2 separate regions of the Mus musculus genome follow, and region 1 is linked to region 2. Evidence: chromatin contacts called from public HiChIP or PLAC-seq data. All regions are on one chromosome and are shown on one strand. Each heading gives the region's core, a stretch centred on a gene start, on an enhancer-like site or on the middle of the called end of the contact. The rest is flanking DNA. Distances are from core to core; before and after follow the strand shown.

Evidence for each region. HiChIP or PLAC-seq counts read pairs in DNA pulled down with a chosen protein or histone mark.
Region 1: a contact with region 2 is called in an H3K4me3 HiChIP or PLAC-seq map of embryonic forebrain, with 7 times the contacts expected there. The contact joins the enhancer-like site here to the promoter of Opn3 in region 2. A contact is called at or near these places in 6 of 39 promoter capture datasets (the 3T3-L1 cell line, hippocampal neurons, liver and 2 more) and 1 of 115 datasets of contacts at active chromatin or transcription factors (embryonic forebrain).

What each region holds. Positions count from the first base shown.
Region 1 is chr1:174,536,254-174,542,060 of GRCm38.p6, reverse strand. Fmn2 (formin 2) reads right to left here. Exons shown (of 18, transcript NM_019445.2): 2 at 4,850-5,016. Among named protein-coding and RNA genes, the nearest start is that of Fmn2, 37 kb to the right of the region's middle. Within about 2 kb of position 4,385, at least 32 of the 459 cell types and tissues checked have an H3K27ac peak or open chromatin away from gene starts, as enhancers often do. A contact at or near this core is called in embryonic forebrain and hippocampal neurons, where this site is marked.
Region 2 is chr1:175,690,031-175,695,396 of GRCm38.p6, reverse strand. Opn3 (opsin 3) reads left to right here and starts at 2,765. Exons shown (of 4, transcript NM_010098.3): 1 at 2,765-3,227. The coding sequence starts at 2,861. Gm39707 (a long non-coding RNA gene) reads right to left here and starts at 2,351. Exons shown (of 3, transcript XR_865748.2): 1 at 2,306-2,351.

The sequences.
Region 1 (5,807 bases), core at 3,136-5,635, 1.2 Mb after region 2:
CAGTCTTTCACACCTCCAGTATGTTTTTGTTCTCTGTAGTTTGAGGGAAAAGAAACCCTTATCTCTGTATTCAATAAGCCCTGGTACTGTTTATGATCTGGTATTTTAGAGTATGGAACAACACTTCCCATGAGAGTACCTTTAATTGCCTCTGTTTTATGTTCAGTTGGTAGAGGCACTAGAGAGGTAGTACACAGCCATGGAATACGGCAAGGAGGAAACTTCTAGCTGGGGAATGAAATCCCTATTGTGTGTGTGTGTCTGTGTGTGTGTGTGTGTGTGTGTCTGTGTGTGTGTGTGTGTTTTAATTCTACGTGACACTTAACCATCTTCCAAGATAGCATGGCTAAAGAAGTGTTTCTAGACTCTTTATCACTAGGGTGGAGTAAGACGACACCTGAGAAGACACATGAGAAATAACCAGGTTAATTAAAAAGAGAAAGAGACAGGCTCGTTGGTAGAACCCTTTCCTAGCATGTTTGGGGGCCTGAGCTCATCCTCCAGCATCACAATAATAAATTAATAATTAAAAAAAAAACATAAGTAGAGGAATAAAATTATCCTGTTCTTTTCAGTTTATTCTAGTTTCATATTTACTAAGTGAAAAGACTTTTTAGTTCTGAGCTTTATTGAGAAAAAAATCAGTTAATTCGATAATAGTTTTCATAAAAAAGCAAGTGCTAGACAGTCATGTGAACTTCTCCTGGGATAATATGAAGGAACTCACTTGCATGGCTACTCATCCCAGCTAGGACAACAATGACATTCAAAAACAATTCCATGGGAGTCCAGCATGTCAATCCAATGGACTTATCATGCTTGCTTATATGGCAAGGAGGAGGGATGACACAGTGGGGTGAACTACCTGGACAGCTACATCAATGGAAAGGCTCACTACAGCCTGGATGACAGCGTCCCTATAACTGCAGAGACAAAGTTCCCTGCCCCTTTAGTTAATATTGCACACACATCATATTATCTATCACCTTCCAAGACTACAAGACCACCTGAAGCTTGGACAGAGTTACATACAGCTAAGAAGAGTAGTTGGAATCTGAATGACCCCACCATGACTTCCTTCTTCTGTGAGTTAGCATCAACAGGCTAGATTTTGAGATTACCTTGTAAATAATCACAGCTGCTTTGATGAAGATGGCAAAGGCTGTTATAATTAGATAATAGCATGCAATATATAGACACAGCTAGTGTTTCCCTCTACCTTTATTGTGTTTGCCATATCTCCAAATTCTGTATTGATAGCTACCAGAATGTAGCTCTGCACTAGAACACACTGTAGGACCCCAGATCTGTCTCCAGAATCAGCTCCCACAGAGAAGAGTGGAAACTTTTATAATTGTCTCATTCTTTCTTCAGGAGAAAAAGATCTATCTATCAGTGACTAGCTGCTATATCATTCAATAACATTTGAAAGAAAGAAAGAGAGAGAGAGAGAGAGAGAGAGAGAGAGAGAGGAAGGAAGGAAGGAAAGAAGGAAGGAGGAGAGGGAAAGGGAGGAAGGGAGGGAGGGAGGAAGGAAGGAAGGAAGGAAGGAAGGAAGGAAGGAAGGAAGGAAGGAAGGAAAGAAGGAAGGAGGAGAGGGAGGGAGGGGGAGGGAGGGGGAGGGAGAGAGAGAGGGAGGGAGGGAGGGAGAGAGAGAGATCTTAAAGAAGTTTCACAGGGGAAATTTCCTAAACAGAACTCCAATGGCTCAAACTCTACGATCAAGAATTGATAAATGGGTCCTCATGAAACTGGAAAGCTTTTGTAAGGCAAAGGACATAGCCAATTAGACAAATTGGCAACCTACAGATAGGGAAAAAAAATCTTTACTGACCCCACATCCAATAGAGGGCTAATATCCAAAATATATAAAGAATTCAAGAAGCTAACCACCAAAAAACCAAACAACTCAATCAAAAAATGAGGTATAGAATGAAATCAAGAATTCACAACAGAGGAATTTTGCATGGCTGAGAAACAAGTAAAGAAATGTTCAAAGTCCTTAGTGATCAGAGAAATGCAAATCAAAATAAGCCTGTGATTCCACAGTACACTAATCAGAATGGCTAAGATCAAAACCTCAGGTGACATCACATGTTGTCGAGGATGTGGAGAAAGAGGAATATTCCTACATTGCTGGTGGAATTGCAAACTGGTACAGCCACTCTGGAAATCAATCTGGAGGTTCCTCAGGAAACTGGAAATAGATCTACCTGAAGACCCAGCAATACCACTCTTGGGAATATACACAAAAGATGCCCCACTATCCCACAGGGGCACATGTTTCACTATGTTCACAGTAGCCTTATTTTTGATAGCTAGAAGCTAGAAACAACCCAGATGTTCCATGACAGGAGAATGGTTACAAAAAAATGTGGTTTATTTACACAGTGGAGTACTACTCAGCGATTAGGAATGAGGATATTCTGAGTTTTGCAGGCAAATAGATGGAACTAGAAAATATCATCCCGAGTGAGGTAACTCAGACCCAAAAGGACATGCATGGTATATACTCACTAATAAGTGGAATTAGCCAAAAAAAGAAAAGAAAAGAAAAAGAAAAAAGAAAGAAAAAAAAGAAAAAGAAAAAGAAGAAACCAGGAATACCCAAGAACTCAAAAAGCTCAACAAGATGAAGGGCCCAAGTGAGGATGCCTCAGTCCCACTTGGATGGGAGAAGAAAGCAATCACAAGCAGGAAGGGAGGGACCTGGGAAGGAAAGTGGATGGGATGAGAGTGGGGGGTGAGGAGTGGTGGGGAGAGGGGAACATGATATGGAATTGGGTGGGGGAAATGACTGAAGCCCTGAGGGCCAGAGAAAGAATGGAAACAGGCAACCTCTGGAGGTAGGAGGTTGGGGGGACCATCCAGAATGTACCAGAGACTTGGGAGGTGAGAAACTCTCAGGACTCAAAGGGACAAAATGCTCTACAGTAGAGACAGGGAGCCTGTAGAGCCCACCTCAAGCAGAAAGTCAGGGCATCAAGTGAGAGGTGGGGTTGCCATCCCACAGTCAAAACTCTGACCCATAATTGTTCCTGTCTGAAAGAACTGCAGGGATGGAAATGGAGAGGAGCCTGAGGAAAAGAAGGTCCAGCAACAGGCCTAAAGTGGGCTCCAGCTCAAGGGGAGGCCCCAAGGTTTGACACTAATACTGAGGGTACAGAGTGCTCACAAAAAGAGACCTATAAAGACTGTCCTCTGCAAGACCCAACAAGCAGCTAAAAGACTCAGGTACTGATATTTACACCTAATCAATGGACAGAAGATGAGAACCCTACAGTTGAATTAGGGAAAAAGCTGGAAGAAGCTGAGGAGGAGGGTGACCCTGTAGGAGGACCAGCAGTCTCAATTAACCTGGACCCCCGAGATCTCTCAAACACTGGACCACCAAGCAGGCAGCATACACCAGCTGATATGAGGCTCCCAACACATATACAGCAGAGGACTGCTAGGTCTGGGTGTAGTCAGAGAAGATGCACCTAACCCACAAGAGACTGGAAGCCCCAGGGAGTTTAGAGGTCTGCTGGGGTGGGAGGTGGGGACATCCTAGTAGAGACAGGGGTGTGGGGAAGAGGAATGGGATGTGGAACAGTCAGAGGGTGGACCAGGAAGGGAATAAAATCTGGAGTGTAAATAAATAAATTAATAAATAAATAAAAGATAAAAATTATTTTTTAAAAGGAGGTTCACAAGTCAGAGTTATCTAGAAATTTTTCTCGCAGGTCAGAACTGAAGTCTCAGAATAATTTATGAGATTTCTTTTGTACATACTAAGTGGAGTGGGGGGGGGGAAGATCACCAATTAGGAATGGTAAACAGGAGGAAGAAGGAAGTGTCTCCATGGTTCTGGAGACACAGATAGCCTCACTGTGTAGCTCAGGCTAACCTGAAACTCTTGATCCTCCTGCATCACCCTCCCAGGAGCTGGGAATGTAGCCATGAGCCACCATTCCTGGCTCTATAACTAGCTTTTGGCCTCAGCCTCTGTTCACATTCACTGTCTTTAGAGGTATGCTTGGTAAAACTGAAAAAAAAAATGTAACTACCCATGTGAACAGAATTCAATGTCCCCAGTCACTCAGTTCCTGGGTTCTGCACTCAAGATCCACCCAGACCTCCCCGCTTCTCATGAAAGATGCACATATGAGAATTCTCAGTTTGAGGTGCATCCTCAGAGCCATGCACCACATACCTGGGGAAGTTAACACTGCTCTGGTTGGAAGATGCTAGTCCGGGAGTGCTGATGTTCATGATGCCTTCCTTACAATCATGCCGTTTGAGTTCCTCAAGATTAACCCTTGCTGAATGGGGGCCTCCGGTAAGGGCAGATGCTGTGGCTTCTTCTTGCCAATGTTTAGTGCACAAATGAGCTGGGCAAACACTCACATAGCATTCTAGTGCCCATGGAAACCTGTGGCCCACTGGGACTAGTATATTTGCCCTTTGGTACTGCTTCTGAAGGAATGTCTCTGTGACCAGCATAGAAATATTGATGTGTGAGATATGGATCAGGGAGAACCATTTATCTATGTATGTTCAGTTTCTACCAGAAAGAAAAATTCTGAATGATCTTAATTAGTCTGATTAAAGCAGGCTAGAAAACTAAGAGACTGGGTTTCTTTTGTTTCTTTGCTTTGTTTTGTTTTAAAAAGGTTTGCCAAGTACATTGAATGCCCTAGTCCAAAGAAAAATATAGAAAAGACAATCTGCTCCGTCGAGTGGCCCAGGGGAGGAAGCTTGCATCACGTGTTGTTTTTAAATTATAGGGTGATTGGGCAGACACACCTCCCAGCTGCTACTCTGACTGCAGTCCACCCTCCAGACAGAAGTGAATTCTCCTACTTACATCAAATGGAGCTGAACTGGACCCAGCGTTCTGATTACACGGTTCCCTGAAGCAGTCACTGAAAGGAAGTAGAAGACCCATGGCGATGATCCGGGAGCAAAATTTTTCTGCTTCCTCTGGAGGCCCGTTCTCCTGCTGGCTAAACAGCTTCTCCAGCAGTGTTCTCCCTGCATGTGAAACACAGTCATTAGAGGGGGGCGTTGGCAGATCACCTGGCTCAGCACTCTCCCGAGAGGACAGTAAACATCACCAGTGAGCAACGGTCTCCAAGGCTACTTGTGTGGAGAAAGGAGCCCAATGAACCAAACTGCAGGGTGAGGCCAGGCACCACATAGGAAAAGGCAGGAGGGTATGCTCTTCCAGGGTCCCAAACACAGCCTGCCTCAAAAAAGAATGGCCTCTATTACTGACTGTACATTCTCCATCTGAAAGGAACCTCCACCCCTTTAGGATTTAATTAAGCATTTCTCTTTTTGCTTGTTTTCTGTTTTTTTTTTGTTTTTGTTTTTGTTTCCCCCTGCCTTCAGAGTATTCTTTGAGGAAGCAGTAACTCAAACTGCCACCACCATTTTGGGCCTAGAAATGTCAGAGCCTGACTGACATTCACTTTCTCAGACCCAGCACTGGGGAAAGGAAGAGAGTGAGGCACAGACAAAGGTATCAGGCCATAAAACAGGCAAGAAAGCTGGCCAGGAGAGAAAAGTCACCCTGAAGAAGAAAAAGTTCTAAATGTTTTCAGTTGCTCCATAGAAACAGCTATGTGTGGGGCCTGGAGAGATGGCTCAGCCGTTAAGAGAACTTGCTCCTTTTACAGAGGACCTGGTTCTATAAAATCTACATGGTGGCCCACATTCATCTATGGCTCGAGTTAGAGCGGATCCTCTTCCAGCCTCTGCAGGCACCACATACATGTGACAAACATCCATACAGGCAAAATACCCATATACGTAAAATAATA
Region 2 (5,366 bases), core at 1,516-4,015:
GGTAGCAGGTTGCTTTACATCTGGTTCACCATGATCAGACCCAGCTCCAGGAATAAGCCAAGGAAAAACTCTCCTGGAAAGAATGTATGTTAGCACCTGATGATGCCTGTGGCCAGGGCTTGCATTCTTAGCAGTACACAGGCCTGAAGGACCAGGCACTGCTTGGCTTGTCTGGGTCACTTTGGAGATGATCTATTGGGGGAATGATTCCATGCCAAAGATTCCATAAGCTCCCATAACAGTGCCACCAGACAGGGGCCAAGTATTCAAGCACACAAACCCATAGGGAATTTTCCACTTAAACCATAACTCCCATAAAGACCTAATTTTGAAATGTACAAGAAACATTTTTATTAACAAAATCATATATGCAGTATCTTGCTTATGTGTATCAACTCTACTAAAAGACCTTAACAGTTCACAGGATTATTATAATAACTATTGTCAATTATCAAAATGTTAACCATTTCCCCCAGAGGCTCTTACTGTTTTTATTCATTGCACTCACACCTCTTGCGCAGGCAATGTTCTGGACCTTATAGGTCTATTGTATCAACCTTATTATGTTGATACAGTAGAGGCCAAAGCACAGCTGCTCACCTACTTACCTCTCTATCTTCATCTCCTATTATTCTGCTATACTGGTGCCCTCGTTTCCCTCCAAAGGGGCAAATAGAGTCCTCCCTTGGCACATAGGTCTTGTTTAGAGTTCAATGCAGAGCTGTCTAAGTAACAGCACATTTATTTTCTCTTTCCTCTTATGATGGTTTGTATATGCTTGAGCCAGGGAGTGGAGGTGCGGCCTTGTTGGAGTAGGTGTGTCCCTGTGGGTCTAGGCTTTAAGATCCTAGTCCTAGCTGCCTGGAAGGGAGTATTCTGCTAGCATATACACCTCTATTTTCTCTGCCTTATAATTGTTTATGGCACTTAGCATCTGGCATCTCATGTATGAACCAATTTGGTCAGCATTGTCTTCTCTCAACACCTCTAGAAAGCTTTAGGAGAAGAAGACTGTGTGCCAAAGAATGAATATTTTAGGAAAAAAAAATCAGGACTCTTTCCTTTCTTCCTTCCACTAACGTTGCAATCCTACTGTAGGAAGACTACTATAGTGAGACGTCAGAGGCACAAAGAACTTATTAAATGGTCCTATAAATCTAAACCACAAAATTAAAAACATTTTTTTTTCAGGGCAGGTGAGGTCAAAGGCCTTGTAGATGCTGAATTCAGGTTAGAAGTCTTAAAAATAAGATCAAGATTTTGAAGCTGGCACACACAACCTCTTAGTCAAGTGCTCAGTGCAGCAGGGTATCAAGCTATCTCGTCACTTAGCTGACTATTGAAGACTTTTGAGATGCACTGAGTCTAACACAAGTGGGAGGAGGGGTGGACACTGGTGCACACCAATTTAGTTTCCACAAACCAGTCATTAGTGCCTATGACATCTTCAGGTGCATGCAGCTCGGGACATTTTCCTCTCGTGGGTAGTCGTTGGGGACTGCAGTGGAGACAGAGAAAGCAGGCCTAAAGAAGTGACGTTCACAATCTATATTTGACTTGTTCTATATTTGCATTGCTGCTGGGGAAAGGTCCAGTGGAAAATGCGTGCTGTTCTAAATATATCCTCTCTATACCTGCTAGATTTGGATTGAAGCCTTAGGGGGCGGGGCACTGCTCAAGAGATCACCTCCAGAGAAGCATTTGGACTGGATTGTGTATCAGGTGTACCTACTGCAGACTGAGAAGGCTTGGGATCCAGTGGAAGGGTGACTTGGGTGTCACTCTGATGCTATTTCCTTCCTTATTCTGGGGCTCTGAGAGTGGCAGCTCAGAACACTGTCATAAACGCTGGGACATATCTTCCAGCTCTAAGGTAGTTGAGACTCAGCCTGCTGCGTTTGTTTGTTTGTTTTTAACGTCAGGTTCCCTGTTTATGAGATCATTTCGCTGGCGCTCTACTTCGGGCATTTCAGTGTTTTGTTTTCTTTCTATTGGGTGTATGAGGTGGGGGTGGGTGTTATTATAGCTTCCCAGGAAAGAGAGTATTTCATTCAGCATGCTTAACTGAGTTAAGCGCAGGCGTTCATAAATATTTATGAATGAGTGTATGCTAGGGTGAGTGACTTAACGGGTGAATGGACGAGATGCTTTAGAGTCCGTTGAGGGCTGTGAGGATCCGCTGTGGCTAATTTACCTCCGTAAGGGAGTTTACTTTCTCTTTTTTTCTGTACAGTCTGTTCAGGTTTCCACCTCGGCTTAAGGGTGAAGGAAGCAGAGCAAGAGCTCACTGGTCTCTGAAACTCACCTCTGCTGGGCGGGAACGCGCCCGGGAGGTGGGAGGGGGGAAAAGGGGCGGGCCGCTAAAGCAGTAGGGCGGGGCCACAGCTCAGAGGCGCGGTCAGAGGTTCTAAGAAGGCGGAGCTGTATGCCGGAGGGCGGGGCCAAGGGTGTGAGTCAGAGGGCGGGGTAACAGGAGATTCCGGGAGGGAGGAGCCGCAGGCCAGACTGCGGAAGAGTCTTAGGAGGGCGGGGCCAAAACGGCTGCCGTATGGATGAGGCCGCAAGGTAGAAGGGCGTGGCCTCCAGGGAGGTCCCGTGGGAGGGACTGCAAGTGCTAGCTAGTGGGGCTCGGGACCCACGCGGGAGGGTGGGATAGCAAGAACGCTAGGAGGGCGGAGTTTCATGCGGTGGGGCGGGGTCCTAGCACCGAAGGGCGGGGCCTCGGGTGCGCGCGGGTTGGGCGGGCCTGGCGCGGCTCCCGGGCACAATGGCCTGAGCGGCCCGCAGAGCGTGAGATCCACCCTGTTCGGGCCGCCCGGCTCACCGAGCCCTCTCTCTCACGGCGCGCCGGCGTCGGGCCATGTACTCGGGGAACCGTAGTGGCGACCAGGGCTACTGGGAGGACGGGGCGGGCGCCGAGGGCGCAGCACCGGCGGGCACGCGGAGCCCCGCGCCTCTCTTCAGCCCCACCGCGTACGAGCGCCTGGCGCTGCTACTCGGCTGCCTCGCGCTGCTGGGCGTCGGCGGCAACCTGCTGGTGCTGCTTCTCTACTCCAAGTTCCCGAGACTGCGCACGCCCACCCACCTCTTCCTGGTCAACCTGAGCCTGGGCGACCTGCTGGTATCCCTGTTCGGAGTCACCTTCACCTTCGCGTCGTGCCTGCGGAACGGCTGGGTGTGGGACGCCGTGGGCTGCGCGTGGGACGGGTTTAGCGGCAGCCTCTTTGGTGAGTCGCCCGGGACGCGTTCTCCTTGCCTCTCAACTTTCCCCCGGGTACATCAGCTCTGGGCCTCCGTCCTCCCCGGGATCGTCCCTGATAGCCAGTCATCACCCACAACTCCCTCTCTCTCCTCGAGAACCTCCCTTAGATACCCAACCCTCGCCTCCCTTCTCCCTTTCATCTGGTCTTCATCCCCAACTCTGTTTCCCTCCTTGCCTGGATTTACACACCCTTCTTCCCAGCCAGTCACCAACCCCAGCCCCTCCTGCCTCTGTAGCACTTTCCAAAGTCTCCCTGCCGCTGGCCATCTTATTTCCCCTCATCTATTTTTACTTCCTACTGTAGCTCTCAACAGGGCAGCTCACAGTGGACTTTACAGAGGGAGAAAGAAATGAGGCCCTGTAGAGTCAAGAGATGCAAGAAAAAAGTCAACTCCTGAACAGTGGAGGCGAGAACAAGGAGAGATTTAATTCACAAATTTAGTATTTGTTCCTCAGAATGACATGTAGAATCCTAAATAACGCAGTATTTTACCCCCTTTCACTCGTTAGCAATTATAAACAGTTGAATGCTTCCTAGGGGATGAGACTTTTTTTTTTTTTTAATTTCCTGTACATAGGTTCTGTCACACCAGAGGTTACAAATGGCGCAAAGGAGTCCAACTCATAATTAGCAGGGCAGCCAGTACATTTAATTGAAGTAGAACTTGTTGCTTTCTTGAAGATTTATATTGAGAATTGACAGGTTGAAGGTTGACTGATCCAGTATTCTAAGCCTGGGAAAAACGTGTGTGTGTGTGTGTCCCCTAGGGATTTTGTTTGTATAACGATTTAAAATAGAAATGGATATTTCTTAAGGCTTAAAGTCCCTTTCACAAACCTTAAAAACACATTGATAATTTACTATTGACTTGATCTTGCCAGATCTTAGAGAAAAACGTCTCTGTAATATCCTTGACAATTGTTATTTGCCAACTTACATGTGGCAAACCCAAATCTCACGGTGTTTGTCATCATTTCCTTTTTAAAGTTTTAAAACAAAATTTAGGAGTCATGATGGTTTTTCACTGATTGACAATTCTGATGCTTTCCCCTAATAAACATTGATCTAAGGATTTCTTTACATAACAATATTGAACCTAGAGGAAGGTCTGTAAGAGGATGCGAGTAGTAATATGGGTTGACTATATGATTATTCTCTCTGTTACCTTAAAAATGTTTTTCGGGGTGGGGGGGCATTTAGGCGGATTGATCTTTAAAAAAGGTGATGTGTCAGGACAGCTTGCAGAAAAGCCCTGGGGGTAGCGACAGGTGTTTGTTTGAAGACATTAAAGTCCTTTCTTTCTGTGAAGTACTTTTCTGTGCTGTGGTGTTCAGTGTCTCCATCTGAAACCGAATAAAAAGGAATGGGTTGAGTTTTCTTATGTCTGCAGCACCCACCCTGGCTCTCCCTGGCTTGCTCTGCCAATCCTATCTTCCAGAATCCTCTCTGCCCTTTCTTCCCCTTCTGAATTCCTGCTGGGGTCTGTCAGCACCAGGAGAGATTTTTTTTTTTAAAGACTACAAGAAACATTCGCCCTGGTTTTACCCGAGGGTTCCTTTATTCAGGGCATCCAGTCTTTCTTTGAATCATGTCATTTATTCCCATCCTAAAATCTGATGTAGATCTTCTGGGGTTAGAGGCTTGAAAATAAGTTACTTCCTGGAGACAAGTGTAGAGTGAGGTGACTTCAGACCGCACAGCATTCTTAGCAAGTAATTTCTTTGCCCAGAATATGCTCTTGAGTAGGGTAAAGGATGGAGATGGAGAAGACTCTTCCCTTTTCTGTTCCTAAACCAGGACTAATCAATTCTGAGTACTGAAGGAGAGGGCAATTTTAACTGCTGGAAGTTGCTAGCTGCTTGCTTCAGGCTTTGGTGATGCTGATGGTACTGGTCTGACGGTACAAGGGTGGGTCTTATGGCTACCCCATTGTCTGGGCTTTCCCAAGCCATTCATTCTCGAAGGCTGCCAGTTTCCCCATCTTTGTTATCTACTATTGAGCTTTCTGTGGTTAATGTCATCTATCCCATTTGCTTTGTATTTCTGAAGGGTATTGTGTTCTGTATGTACCCTTGGTGCTTATAACCCCCTCCCCTCTTACTA